Linked DNA regions of Oryctolagus cuniculus: region 1 is linked to region 2. A link is a contact called in public Micro-C data. All regions are on one chromosome and are shown on one strand. Each heading gives the region's core, a stretch centred on a gene start, on an enhancer-like site or on the middle of the called end of the contact. The rest is flanking DNA. Distances are from core to core; before and after follow the strand shown.

Region 1 (4,066 bases), core at 723-3,222, 89 kb after region 2:
GTCCCCACTGGAGGCCCAGGGAGGTTGTCCCAGACGGAGGCCCCAGCACTTCCTGTGGTCCCAGCGGGAGGGGGTGGCCCCAGGAGGCCTGCAGTGTCAGCCCCAGGGAGCCACCTGCCCGGCGCGTTTGGCGTGAGTGTGTGACCGGGCCACAGAGGCGTTGGAGAGATTGCCCGACAGAGAGCAGAGGGCAGGAGGAGGCTGGATGGGACCTCCCTGCTTCCCAGAGGTGGGGCTCATGGGGCTGGGGTCCTGGGATGAAGATGGAATGGGAGGGGGAGTGGACACCGGGAGGCTGGGGAGGACGGTGCCACCCGGTCACAGCCCCTGGGAGTGGGAGCTCTGTTTCTGTTGAATGGGACCTGGGGGCCCCGAGAGGGGCGTGGGGGCTGTGGAGTGGACCCCGGGCACAGCAGGAGCTGGACAGGAGGCGCAGGTGGGCAGAGGCACTGCAGGCTGCAGAGGGAGGGAGCGCCAGGCGTGGGAAGCAGTGGGACTGGGGGGGATGGGAAGGCTGGGTGGGGGCGGGGCCAGAAGACAAGAGGCCGAGGGTGTTGGGGGGGGAGAGAGCCGGGGCACTGGGGTGGGGGGGCATTGGTGATGCCAGAGAAGACTCTGGAAACCGTCACCCAGATCTCCTGTGACCCCCCTCTGACCTGGGAGCCCCAGATGGTTGGGGAGCTCACGGGATGCCACACAGCTGGGAGACAGTTGAGATACAAGCAGTCGTCCGCCTCCTGACCCCCCGTTCTTCTGTCCCGAATCCTGAGGCTCTGTGGTCCCATGGGCGGGGCCGCCTCCTGGTCACTGAAGCCCCCGCCCGCCTCTTCCCAGCTCCGGGTTCAGAGGTGAGGCTGGCATGGGGTTGGGTGCAGGCTGTGTTTCACGAGGACTCCGGGCCCCCAGGGGCTGGTGGACCCCAGGCTGGAGGCCGTTCTGCTCATCCGAAGCTCGCAGAAGCGGACACAAGGGAGAGCCCTCCTTGGACGGGCAAGCCCCCGGCCTGGGCTCCCCTGCAGCTCTCCCGCCTCTGTCCAGAGGCTGCCAGACCCCCGAACCCCTTCCGTGGTGATCGGGCCTCTGATCCGCCCAGCTCTCCAGGGGGCGCCGAGTGGCAGGAGGGCACCAGGGCCTTGCAGCCCGAGTGGGGCCAGCCATGCCGGCCCTCCCACCTGCCACAGCCTCCGGTTCCTGGTCTCCCCTGGCTTCCCGGTCTGCACAGCAGTGGCAGAGGTGCAGCATGGGAACAAGACACCCAGAGCTGCCACTCTACTTGCCAAAAGGCAGCATGGTTTAAGCCAGGGCTGAGGGGTTTTTGCAAAGGGGAGCACAGGCCAAGGCTCCCGCATGCCTCGGAGCAGCAGGCCAGGGCTCCCAGGCCTTTTGCCTGGCACCCAATGTTGCTGGATCCTGCCCTATAGAGGATCCGAGGCGCACAAAGAGGAAGCCGTCTGCCCCAAGACACACACACGTCTCCAGGGCGGCGCTGTGTCTTGCTGCCCTGTTGCCCTGGGCCCAGGCACAGGGAGCTGACTCGGGACCACTGGTGGTCCCCGTGGCTCCCCCACTCCTCGGACAGTGAAGGAGGATGTTCCCCGCGCTGGCCGTGAGGGCTGGGCATCAGGCCATCTCTGCTTCCTGCTGTGCCTGGGGCCTGGGACTTCCCTGTGGTCACGGGGAGGTCCAGGGCTTGGGGGGCTGTGGCCACCACCTGCCTAAGGCAGGCCAAGCCCCAGTGGGTGCCGAGGCTTCTCCCTGCACCTTCCCCACCTTCGGCCGGGGCACCCACTCCCACGTGAACGCTGGCTCGTACATTTCCCCATTCAGCTGAGGGTGAGTGTTGCGCTATTTTCAGCTCACATGGAAGTGTGTTTTTTTTTTTTTCATGAGGACCATCTGCTGCCGGCCCCAGCCCAGATGATACAGTTAGAGCCTGCCCACAGCATCCTCCCCGCTTCAGACAGTTCCAGGAACAGGCGTGAGTCAGGCGCAGCTGAACCCCGCCTGGCTCCCCGAGACGCAGGGGCAGCGCACGCGCCTGGGGCAGGTGCGTTGTGCCTCTCGGAGGCAGGAAGGGACCTCACCCTGCCCCATCGGCGCCCATGCCCCTCCTCTCCACGGGGCCCCTCCTCCCGGGAGGGCAGCCGCCCGGTCACAAGCTCAAGTGCTGATGCTGCAGCTACTGTCACCCAGCTTGTCACGGAGAAGCTGGTGGCTCACAGGCCCGGTCACCCCCTCCTGGCTGACTGCTGGGGCTGCTTTTCGAGGCAAGGAGGGTGGGTCCCTTATGAAGCTGCTTGGGGCGGTGCCCTGGGCAGGGCCCATCCCAGACCGACACTGACTGCCTGGCAGGGGAGCAAGGCCCAGGTAGTGGGAACCCACTACACGCCCTTCCCTCCTCTTCCCTTCTCAGCACCTATGGCCGAGGACAGAGGGCACATGACCCAGTGGATGGGAGGAGGGGAGGCCACAGCCTGGCTCTGAATCTGGGCTGTGGCCCAGGGTCATGCGTACCTAATGCCCAGGCCAGTTAGGGACGGTCAGACCCAGCTGCCAGGACACCTGCAGGGGTGCCTGGGGCGGTGGCCGGGGAGGAGCCTGTGCACCGCTTGTTATTTTCTGAGTCTGCCCTTAGAGTCGGCGGAGAACAGGGGAGGCTTGGCGGCTCGGCTTTTGCTGTCCCCACAGGCCGTGGGGGGCCGGGGCCCCTCCCTGCTGAGAGCCGCTCACTGCAGGAGTGGGGGGACCCCGCGGGACGGCCGGCTACCCCTGCTCACTGCCGTGTCACCGCAGCCTGGGCCTGGCACTGCACCGGGGTCCTCGGTCTGACCTCCGCCTTCCCTCCAGGCCGTGGCTGTGCTGTGGGGCCCCGCCCCTTGCTCCCACTGCTGCCGGCCTGAGGCCACGATCAGGCGGTGCTTGGGTGGCCCCGGCCTGGGAGTGCGACTTCCTGCCCGTGTGTCGCGGAGCCGCCTCGCTGGTGCCCACGGTTGATCTGTGGTCAGCGTTCTTCCCCATTTCCTGCCAGCTGGGGCTGGGGCTCCGCTCACCAAAGGCCGAGGCTGTGCCCCAGTGACTCACGGGCTCTGCCTGGAGCGAGGCACTGGGGACGCTGGGGCCTGGGGCAGCATGGGCGAGGCGGGGCCGCCCCTCGGGCCCCGTGAGCCACCTGCGAAGTCCACTAAGGGGCACGCCCACTGTGAAGTGAGAGCTGCCGCTGTGTGCATGCCGGTGTGCACATGTGTGTGCCCGTGTGCATGCACTTCTGTGCATGTGTGTCTGTAAACATGTGTGTGCCCGTGTGTATGCACTTCTGTGCATGTGTGTCTGTGCATGTGTGGGCATGTGCCTGTGTGCTCATGCATGTCCATGTGCGTGCATGCATTCCCATGTGTGTACATGTGCACACACACAATGCATATACACTTGCGTACATGCACATGTTCGCACATGCGAGCATGTACGTGTGCCCATGTGTTCACATGTATCCATGCATGCCCATATGGTCATGTGTGCACATGTGTTTGCGCGTGTCCATACATGCTTGTATGGTCATGTGGGCACATGTGCACGACACACGGTCATATGTGTGCACGTGTGTATGCATATGTGTAGGTGCATGCATGCCATGTGTTCGTGTGTGCCTGTGTGTCCATGTGCACACACGTGTTCGTGTGTACCTATGTGTATGTGCATGTATGCACATGTTTTCATATGAGCCAGGCTGAGCTGGCCCCGCTCTGGGGACCCTGGGCTCTCTCTGAGGGCTGCGGGGAGCTCCCTGCTCGGATTGGGGGCACAGGCACAGCTCCCCTTTCATTTCCCAGCGTCTCCAAAGATAAAGAGGAAAACCCCTGCTGCAGCCAACCACTCCGCCAAAGAGAAAACTGAGTGTGGCTGTGCATCGTAAAAATGCCTGCTTGTTTATTTACGTGCCAGGCAGAGCAGGGAGAGGGAGAGGGAGAGGGAGAGGAGAGAGAGAGAGAGAGAGAGAGGAGAGAGAGGGAGAGAGGCAGAGGGAGAGAGGGAGAGAGGGAGAGAGAGAGAGGAGAGAGAGGGAGAGAGA
Region 2 (4,301 bases), core at 925-3,424:
GCATACAAACTTGGCTCTCACCGAGAGCGCACGCCCACCCTAGCCCATCTCCGCGCGGGCCGGGCGCGCACCCGGCTTCCCGCCGGCTCTCGGGAGCCCAGGCAGCGCCAAGCAGGGCGGCCAGCGGTCCAGGGCCTCCTGGCCACGTCGCGAGGCGCCCACCAGGCCGCAGGAACCCACGCGGGCAGCCCCCCCGGCCGCCCCGGTCCCGCGCGGGGGCCGCCAGTGCCTCGCTTCCCCGCAGTCCCTGCGCCCGCCAGCAGGGGGAGCCCGGCCTCCACGGTCCGGCCGCGTCCCGGCCCGCGCCGAGCCGCAGAGCGCGGCCGCCCGCCCGGCGCCACCACGGCTGCCCCCGCAACCCTGACCTCCCCTCGCGGCACCATTATCAGCAGCGGCGGCCCGCGGGGCTCGGCCCGGAGCCCGCAGCCGCCCCTACCCCGCCCCGCTGCCCTGGGTGCCCGCCTCCACCCCGGCGCCAGCCGTCCCAGGGGCCCGGTCCGTCCCTGGGCGCGCTCCGCAGGGCTTTCCCCCGCGCGGCGCGGCCTGCGCGCAGGTGGACCGGCCGTTTACTCCCTTCCCCGCTCGAAACCAGGCCGCGGGAATCCGGACCCCAGGGCCTCGCCTCCCGCTCCCAGGTGAGCCGCAGGGGCCGGGGCCCGTGCCGGCAAGCGCCCCCGGCCCCAGGGCGCTCATCCCAGGTTCCCAGCCGGCCCGACCCCTTGCCCGACGCCGCCGGGCTCCGGCTCCCCGCCCGGGACCCCGGGTGCCGACGTCAGACGCGCGGTGCGCTCCCCGCACAGCCCCCGCGGACTCACACTCGCGCGTGTCCGGTTGGCTCAGGGCAGCGCTCAGGGCCCGAAATAACGCAGGCGGCACGGCTCGGCCAGCGCGCTCGGTTTATTTCGTATAAAACGGTGAAGTTGACAAGCAAACTTTTATAAAAAGTTCAGCCTGAACGAGTCCGTCGTCACGCGGTGTGCGTCTGCCGCTGTACAGGGAGGCTCGCCCCATATATATATATATGTATAGACGTATAATTTATATATAAATATGTACACGGCGCCCAGGGGCACTTCTGGCTTCGGCGACCGCCTGGGGGTTTTATTCACGCTCCACCTCTGCAGAAAGGCAAAGTCTGCTGCGACCCGGCGACCGCCTGCGACTTCCACGTGCTCGCGCCCACAGCGCGCGCGGGACCCAGGGAACCGCCATCCACCCGCACGCGAGGCGCCCGCGTCTCCCAGGAACCAGAGTCGCAGCGCAGGCCGAGGACACGCGCGGACGACGGCGTTCCTCCGTCTCCGTCCATTTTAAAAATTTTTAAAAAAATTTTTTTTCCCCTTTTGCAAAAGGTCCATTCGACGTGTCCGCTTCGCCTTCCAAGGTCCTGTGCGTTTGTTGGTGTTTTGTTGTTGTGCAAAGAGAAAAAATAAAAAAAATACCAAGCCAGGGGCACCTGCAGAAGGAGAGAGAGGCACAGCTGAGGCGCGGCGGGCAGGTGCGCGAGCGGAAACACGCGGGGCTCCTCGCGGCCCCGCACGGGCAGCCCCCGGCCACCTTCCCCGCAAGTGCGCCCGCGGGCCGGCGCGGACACGCACGCCCCGCGGGGCGCTCCCGCACCGCACACTCACCGTCCGCTCAGCCACAGAGCGCCTTGCTGTCGCTCGGCAGGAACTCGGACGCCTGGGGAGGAAGACGAAGCAGGCCCCGCGTCAGCCCGGGGAGACCGCACGCACGCACGCCCCCCGCCCGCGCCCGCGGCGCCGGCCGGCTCACCTGCAGGGACAGGATGCTGATGTCCGTGTTGAGCGTGGTCAGCGGCGGCCGCGGGTGGTGCAGGCCGACCACGGCGGGCTGCGAGTCCAGCGCGAGCTGCAGGTCCAGGATGTAGTCGATGACGTGCTGCAAGATTTCCATTTTGCTGACCTTCCTGTCCTGCGGGATGCTGGGCACCAGCTCCTTGAGCTTGGAGTAGCAGTCGTTCATGTTGTAGAGCAGGCTCATGGGGTCGTCGGCCGGGGTCTTGCTGCGGGAGACGCCCAGGCCGTGCTCCGACACGCCGCTCTTCCGGACGGACCGCACCGGGCTGAAGGCTTTCATGCTGACCGAGGGGGAGGGAGAGGCCGGGCCGCCGCCTGCTCCGCGCGCAGCGCTCGGCAGAGTGGAGCCCGGGCCCCGCGCGCCGGCTTTTATACGCGCTCGCCGGCGCCGCACGCGCGGGCCTCCTCCCGTCCCCATTGGCGGAGGGCGGCGCGTCCATCAGGCCGAGCGGGCACCGCCATTGGCGGGCGCGGGCGCGGGGCGAGCGCTCGGTCCTTCCGCGTTGGCAGCCAATCCCCGCGGGGTGGGCGGGCCGGGCGCAGCTGCGGGGGTAAATAGAGTACAGTGCGCGCGGGCCGGGCGCGGGGCGCGGGGCAGCCCCCGCGCGCACCCGCACTGCTGGTGCCCAGCTCGGGCGGGTCGAGCCCCGCCGCCGTCCGGAGCCACAGCGACGCCGGCGAGTGGAACCCCACAGCGGGCGTTTCGGGGGAGAGTGGAGACGCGTGCAAGACGGGCTGCGTGTTCCCGGACAGGGCAGAGCTGCGGGACCAGAGGCCGAGGCCCGCCTCACGCACTCCGGCTGGGGGCGCTCGCCGGGGACTGGGCCCGCCCGCGCTGCGGGGTGCCCCGGCGGGAGCGGGCCGGCTGCGGGAGCCGCAGGGGTCTGCACATGGCGCGTCCCGCAGCGGACGGCTCTCGGACAGCCGGTGCCCGCCGTGGGCGAGGTTGGCGGTCTTGGCACGGGTACTGGACGCAACTTCATTTATTTGACTAGTTAAAAGAACTCCACGCTCGTAGTCTGATTAAAGTTCTCAGCCAGCCACGCACAGGGCTCCGCACCGGTCCCGCATCCGGAGGGAGCAAGGGGGCCGAGCCCAGCCTGGATGCAAAGCCCACGCGGGCGGCCACGGCGAGGGCCAGGCGGCCCCTGACCTCCACGGCCCCCAGGCCTGCTCGGCGCCCGCGGTGCGTGCCCGGAAGGGGCAGCGGGGCGGCCTCCACGCCGGGACCCCGCACCCGCACGCGGGGCCCTGCGGGCTCTGGCCGCCCCCTGGCTCCAGCCCTGGGAGGCGCCGCGCGTCTGTGCCGCGCAGGGACTGACTGTGTCCGGGCACTTCGGGCCCACGATGCAGTGCTCTGTGTACCACCACAGCCGCGTGAACACGCACCTTTGGGGCTGGCTCCGGCGCACGGACTCCGTGCGTGGAGGGCCCCGCCAGTCCCGAGCGCTCGTGCCCCTGCGCGGTAAGGCGGCTGCTTGCGGGGACCGCGGTCCGGGCCGCCTGGAGACCCTGCGGGACCCGGTTCTCCGGCCAGGCACCCGGCTCTGCTCGTTTGAGGGGCAGTGCGGCGTTGCATGAGCTAAAGACCGAGTCACTAACCGGTCTGTCTCACAAGCCCAGCGCGGGAGCGTCTCCGCGGCGGGCGGGGAGGCGGTCACCCACCTCGCCGCCGGCGACTCGGCGGAGCTGGACTCGCGGGCGGGGGGAGGTGTGCGGGGCTTCCCGCGGGGACGCCCCCAGGTAAAGGCACAGCCCCGCTCTGGAAGCGTCCCGCCTGGCGCCGGCGCGTCGCGGTCGGCGGCAGCAGCAGCACTCGGGCCCCGGCCTCCCCGCAGTCCCGGCGTGGTGCCGCTGGGGCCGGCGGGGCGGGGGCCGAAGCCCCGGGCCCGCCCCGCACATCGGGCACGCCTGGGCGCACTCCCTTTCTGCCTCCCGGCTTGTTCTCGCCGCTGCGTCCCCGCCGCCCGTGACCCCCCGTGTGATCCCTGCCAGGTGATGAATGGGCCGCGGAGGCGCGCGGGCCGGGCCGCGGCGGGGCCGGAGCCGCAGCCCCGGAGCAGACTCCCCGGCGCCAGGCGCGTGACGCCGCCCATTCACGCGCCCCGCAGCCGTGTCCTCGCGGCGCCGCTCCGGCGGCTGCCATGGCAACCGCGCCGTCACTCAGCGCGCGCGCCCAGCCGATCCGCGCCGGCGGGGCCCGGGCGTCCCCGGCTCGCCCCTGCCCGGCCGCGGCCCGCGCGCACCTGCAGCCGGCGCGCGCCGCAAGTTTGGGGATCCGGGGGCCGGAAGGAGGACCCTAGAGTAAAGACCGGGGTGGGGGAGGAGGGAAGAAGCTCCCTTTTGCGAAAGGAGGCGCAATGGGGCCGAGAGGTTGCCAAAGCAAAAGGTTTCGCTTTATTTTATTTGCTTGTGCAACCGAAGCGTTCAGGGCGGGGCTGGCGCTAGGGAATGGGGAGGCGGTCACTGTCCCGGCGCGCG

Evidence for each region. Hi-C and Micro-C count contacts between places; a contact is called where the count stands out from the background.
Region 1: a contact with region 2 is called in a Micro-C map of ear pinna, with 2.1 times the contacts expected there. The contact joins the enhancer-like site here to the promoter of ID2 in region 2. A contact is called at or near these places in 2 of 6 Hi-C or Micro-C datasets (ear pinna and an unstated tissue).

The regions. Positions count from the first base shown.
Region 1 is chr2:193,341,724-193,345,789 of mOryCun1.1, forward strand. No RefSeq gene overlaps it. Among named protein-coding and RNA genes, the nearest start is that of ID2, 89 kb to the left of the region's middle. Within about 2 kb of position 1,973, at least 2 of the 8 cell types and tissues checked have an H3K27ac peak or open chromatin away from gene starts, as enhancers often do.
Region 2 is chr2:193,252,837-193,257,137 of mOryCun1.1, forward strand. It overlaps ID2 (inhibitor of DNA binding 2), which reads right to left and starts at 2,175. Exons shown (of 3, transcript XM_051833360.2): 1 at 1,777-2,175; 2 at 1,632-1,683; 3 at 880-1,456. The coding sequence starts at 2,100. The coding sequence ends at 1,639.